Linked DNA regions of Mus musculus: region 1 is linked to region 2. A link is a contact called in public Micro-C data. All regions are on one chromosome and are shown on one strand. The core of a region is the stretch at or near the end of the contact, and the rest is flanking DNA. Distances in the headings are between cores, read along the strand shown. Region 1 holds the start of Fchsd2 (FCH and double SH3 domains 2). Region 2 holds the start of Rnf169 (ring finger protein 169).

What was found. A called contact is a pair of places that touch in the nucleus more often than the background predicts.
Region 1: a Micro-C map of embryonic stem cells shows a contact between it and region 2, with 7 times the contacts expected there. The contact joins the promoter of Fchsd2 here to the promoter of Rnf169 in region 2. A contact is called at or near these places in 1 of 484 Hi-C or Micro-C datasets (embryonic stem cells) and 1 of 9 other capture datasets (liver).

What each region holds. Positions count from the first base shown.
Region 1 is chr7:101,107,418-101,110,117 of GRCm38.p6, forward strand. Fchsd2 (FCH and double SH3 domains 2) reads left to right here and starts at 1,358. Exons shown (of 20, transcript NM_001146010.1): 1 at 1,358-1,622. The coding sequence starts at 1,602.
Region 2 is chr7:99,979,166-99,981,984 of GRCm38.p6, forward strand. It overlaps Rnf169 (ring finger protein 169), which reads right to left and starts at 1,293. Exons shown (of 6, transcript NM_175388.3): 1 at 807-1,293. The coding sequence starts at 1,269.

The sequences.
Region 1 (2,700 bases), core at 108-2,607, 1.1 Mb after region 2:
TTGAGTTTATTCAAGTAGTTCAGGACAGGCAAAGTGAGTTGACCTAGAAGTCCTCCCTTCCAGACAAGGGCTTCCTTCAGAGGCTTCCTCCATGGCCCTTGCTGTCTCCCTATGGTTCTTAATCTCACCTAATCCTTTCCTCTGCCATGCTAGTGATGAACTCAGGGCCTCTCTGGCTGCTAGGCATGCGCCCTAACACCAAGCAAGATACCCCTCCTCACACTCAGCCCTTGGGATTCTAGGCATGCCATGTGACCTTGAGAATGGCTCCAATTCTCTGCGGACACCAGCCTTCCTATCTGTGATATGGGAGTGACCGATTCAAGAGATTTTCATTCTTTTCCTCAGTTGACTCCACGAGGTCTGGCTAAGTACTCTGGAATAGGGCATCCATTCCTTTGCCTGGCAATTTTAGGTTATTTCACCTGTCCTCCAATGGCATAGGTCTGGCACCTGCGGCTAGTTGTAAAAGGACTTGTTCATGCTAAATTTCTCAGTGCACGTTTAGCTGACTAGGAGGGAGGGTACGCTGAGGGACTGAGAGAAAGCAAAATCCCGAATCCTCTTAGGTACCTCCTTCCTTATTGCAAACAATCCCACTATGAGCCTAGCCCCCCTCGACTCCTGCCAAATTCCCACACAAACTGTGCAGCCGCAGATGCAGGCGGGAGGCGGGGGCGGCCTGTGCGCGTGCGTCGGAGCAGAGTCCTCTCCCTCCCACGTGCGCGCTCCCGGAGGAGTCGCGCGCCCCAGCGGGCTGGCGGGAAGGCGCGCGGGAAGCCCCCAGCTGCCTGCTCGGTGTGGGGGGAGGGAGGACGGGAAGCGTCCGGAACGTTCCATCGTCGGAGAGAACTGGGGTAGTTCTCGAGTCCCGTTCCCGTCCCCACCGTTCCCCTCGGCCGAACAATCCGTGAAGTTTCCCCCTTTCTCACACCGAGATCCGGAGCCCCGTGGCGCGGCCTGGCTAACCTCCCCCCCTCCACTCTGAAGCAGGCGGTGTGGCCGGGAGCGCATCCCCTCTGCAGCCGGAGCGGGGCGCTGTGGCGCGCGCCAGGGGCCGGAAATTCCCGCGGCCTGAGTGGTTGGCGGAGCTCTAACAGGGGAGCGTGGCGCCGCCTTCCTCCTTCCCGGGCCGGGCGGGGGCGTTGGGCACCGCGAGGGCCGGGCTGCCCGAGTGGGTGGGGGGCCGCCGCGTCAGCCAGCTGCAGCCGGGCCGCGGCAGGCGGCGAGCGCGGACGACGCGGCCGCTCCTCCTCAGCCGCCCGGCGAGCCGCGAGCCCCCCCCCCCCGGCGGCCCCCGCCCCCTGGCCGTCTCCGCCTCCTTCCCTCACACACCCCCCGGGCCGCCCGGGCCCCAGGCCTTCCCGGCGCTCCTCCTTCTCTCCACACTCGCTGCGACCCGGCTGCTCCTGCCGCTCGCCTGCCTCGCAGCCTCCGGGCCGATTCCTCTTCCTTCTCCTTCCCAGGCTCTCCTTTCACACACACACAAGCGCGCGCCCTGGCTTGCTGGGCCGCCCCATTTTCTCCAACCCTCCTCACCCTCACAGTCCTTTAAACGCCGCCGTCAGGGGTGGGCGGAGGATTGATGTCCCTTCAGCATCATGCAGCCGCCGCCGAGGAAGGTAAGGGCGCAGCTGGCGGGGGGCTTTGGAGATTTGGGGGGTGGCGGTGCGTACAAAGAACGCGGCTGGGGCGACCGCTGCGCCCCCTCCCCCTTCCCGCAAGGGACCGTGACCACTCTAGCTTCTTGGCTTGTCAGAGTTGCCGCCCGCCCCAAGCAGGGGGTCGCGTGTACGGGGTGTCTTTCTGACGGAGGGGCGGCCAGTGCTCCTCAGTACTAGGGAGGACACCTCCCTCCCCCCGAGACACTCGCTGGAGTTTTTTTTTTTTTTTTTTTTCTTTCGGGCATGCATGTGTGTGTCTGTCTGCATGGCAGTGCTGCCCAGAGCAAAGTGCATTCTCAGAGCTGTATGGGGGAGAGGCGGGGGAGCCCCTGCAGATTTGCAGAGCCTTGTGCGTGACGGATTGTTTAGTCTGCGCCAGGTTCGAGCCCTCCAGTCGCTTGTCGACACTCCACCCATTGGCAAATTCGCGGGGGGATTTGTTTCAAGTCTCGCCTCAAGATTTGGCCTTTTTTTCCCCCCACGGGGCTGCGGAAAAGAAGTTGGAACGGTCTCCGCCCTCCCACCCCAAGGGAAAGCAAATTAAGGATTGACGGGTCCTGCTTAACCCCCACCCCCCATCCCTTTTGCCCCGCCTCGGGCTAGGGGGCCAGGAAAACAGCAGAGCTTCCAGTACGAAATCCAGAACCTGGCGTTGCATGGTTTGAGCACTACGGTTGGGGTTTGGATGGCCTGGGTGGCAGTGACGGTGCTCTGGGGCTGCCAGCAACTCGGCTGCTCCCTTCTACACCTTTCCGCACTGCCAAGGCTGTGTCCTTGCCTTTTTAAATCTTTCAGATGGATACTAGGTATCTACTCTGAGCAGTGGGTAGAGACAGTTACATCCTTCCCTTGTGGGCAAACATTTGCCTTATGAGTAACTCATCATCTATGCTTCCCTTTCTTTTCTCTTCTTAATCTGATTTTTTTGCCCAGTTACTGATCCTCCCCCTTTCCCCCTGCACGTGTACCCCACCTCTCCATGTAGCTTTGCTCTGGTGGTCGGGATTCCACCACGATCACACACCAATTGAAATCC
Region 2 (2,819 bases), core at 43-2,542:
GCACCAACAAGTGATGGGCTGCCGACGGTGAGAAAGGCAAAGGAGTTCAGGCCAAGAGTCCTACAACAGACCTTTAAGTTGCCAGCATCATAGATGAAACTTACATAGAAAGACAGAAAACAGCCCCCAGCCAAACCAATCTTTGTCTCCAAAACTTAAATCCCACCCAGCTTTCTTCATCAAGCACCACTAACGTTTATGATTAGTATTATCACCAAAATAGATGGCATTTATCTCATCCTGTGTGGCAAGCTCTGCGCTAAGCATGCATATATATATATATTTTTTTTTTTTTTTTCCCAAGATAGCATGAGAAAGAACTTCACACGAGAGCTCATCCTCAAAACCCACTCTGCTCTCAAGTCTGCAAAGCTCCCCCTGAGCCTGGGATATCCCACACCTCATTCTCTCCAGCCCTGGAAGACACATCCCTCCTAGACCGCGCGACCCCAAGCCCTCTGCCCAACACTGAAACAAGCGCTGCTGGGATCCTCCAGGGCCCCTCCCCCTCCACGCACCAACTTCAACATGCCCCTAACTTGTTCCAGGAATTGTTTCCTTCCAAACTTCTGACTTACGCAAGGCGCGGGGTCCCCTCACTGCCCCTCCAAATTCAACACGCGTACAGTTCGCTCCAAAGTTCAACCTTCACCAACACATACTGCGCCTGGGCAGAACCCGGTCGCGACCCCAGCAGAACTCTCCACACCCGCGGCAGCAGAGCCCGGGACCCTCCACCCCGCTCACCAGGCCAGACCCGGCGGCTGGGCCTGGCTGAAGCCCACAGGGGCGAGGGGAGGCTCCACCTGGCTCCGCGAGCGGCTCCGGCTCCGGCCTGGGCCCCGAGGCAGCCGCGCCCCCGTCCCGGCGCGGGCGGCAGGGTTCTGGCTGTCCACGACGGGCGCGCTCGCCCATCAGCTCCGCGGCGGCCTGGCCGTCGTCGCGCGCCCGACGGCGGGCCCAGCCCGAACCGCGGGGACGGCAGCGACGGCAGCCCGGGCCCGCCGCGCGCGAGGCGCAGCCTCGGCACCGCGAGTGGCTGCACGGCAGGGCCGCCACTTCCCCCGGGGTCTCCAGGCACCCGGTGCAGCCCGACTCCTCCGGCCGTGGCGCTGACCGCAACACTAACAACGCGGGGCTGGAGGCCGGGCCCGGAGCCCCGGCTTTCGCTGCCGCCATCTCGTCACAGCGGCCCCTCCGGCCCCGCCGACTCAGAGCTGCCGCGGCCGCAGCGGAAGAAGCCCGAGTGCTCGGACCTGCCGCCGCCATCTTGTTTCCCGTTTGAAGGGAGAGTCGGTTGCGGTGGGAGAGGAGTAGAGGGCGGGGCAGTGCGCGGCGGACAGCTATCTGCATATTCATGAGGGGGCGGGAACCTAGTCCGCCTGGGGATATTTCTCCTAGGGCCTTTCGCTTAGCAGGAGGAGACTGCTTATTAATATTTAATGATTATTCTTTATATATCTGGTCTTTCAGCCCGCCCTCCTGTTTTTGTAGTTTCTAGCACTGAATCTTGAGAGACTGAAAGAATTTATTTGGAATTTTTGAGCGACCCTGAACTTTATAAAATGAACTATAAATATGAGCTATCCAGAAACTTGTCGAAGTACTTCATTTGGTAAGGGCTTTCTCCTCGGGGCCATAGCAGCTTGTTGTGATTAGCATGAGGCCTATCATGACCAAAAGTCTTGAGTGATTGTTGAAATAACAACCTGACCAGCCCTCATTTCAGCCCCTCTCTCTCCACATCCCTTTATGAAGTCCCCTCCCTTGGCTGGGGCAAAAAAAAAAAGCATACTTTATTACACAAACCCTGCTCCTCAGATTACTTCTGTGTTTGATACTTAAATGTAGATACTCTTGTGTAAGCTTGTGCCTTTTCTTTTCTCAGTCTATATGACTCCCTGGTCTCCTCTTTTCTTCCCCATGAAAGCCCACACTAATATCTGCAGTTCAGAGTTATTGAATTTATCATTATGGATATCTGCATGCTCCGTGCACAAACCTAATGTCTCCATCCTTTCAAAACAGCCCTTATTTCCCACATTCTATTCACAGAACCATCTCAAGGGTCCTCACGCTCCCAGCCCAGGCATCTTTAACTTATAGTCTTGTCATTTTCTGGCCAAAATGGCTCTATTTCCAGCCTGTTCCCACCCACTTCTTCATTCCATAAGCCCACTGCATGATTTCTTTCTCCTCATCTCTTCACCTAGCTGGCAGCTGTGACTTCTGCAAACTGACCTGCCATCACACAACCCCTCTTCCTATAAGCTTTGTCCCATGGATCTTAGAGTTCATTCCTACCGGCCAGCTCTGACCACATCATTCCTGTTTAAGCCAGGGAGAGGTGTTGAGACTTTGCTGTGATTTTCCTTTCTGGATACAGAGGATTTAGGAAAAAGAATGGCTCCCCCTGATGGAAAGATGACTGTACTACAACAAGTCTCGGGGTGTTGCCTATTTATTTATTTATTTGTTTGTTTGTTTGTTTATTATTTTTACCTTAAGGTGCATTTGGACCAAGATGTTATCTTTATGGAAAATCACAGGCTTTGTAAAGACATTATTTTTAAGCAACTGTATGTAGAAGAAAGCATCTAGAAGCTCCAGGTTGTCATGAGAGTGTCCACAGTTGGTGGTAACCGATTCAAAGCAGAGTGATTAATCCAAGTTGGGGTGGGGGGGACTGGAGCCTTAGGATGAGAACCTGGAAGTAAAGGACAGACAGCAACTGACAAAGGGTCAGTGAGTAACTAAACATCATGTCCAGAGAGTCAGAGGCCCAGCCTAAGGCCCAGACAGCCAGAATACTGCCAGAC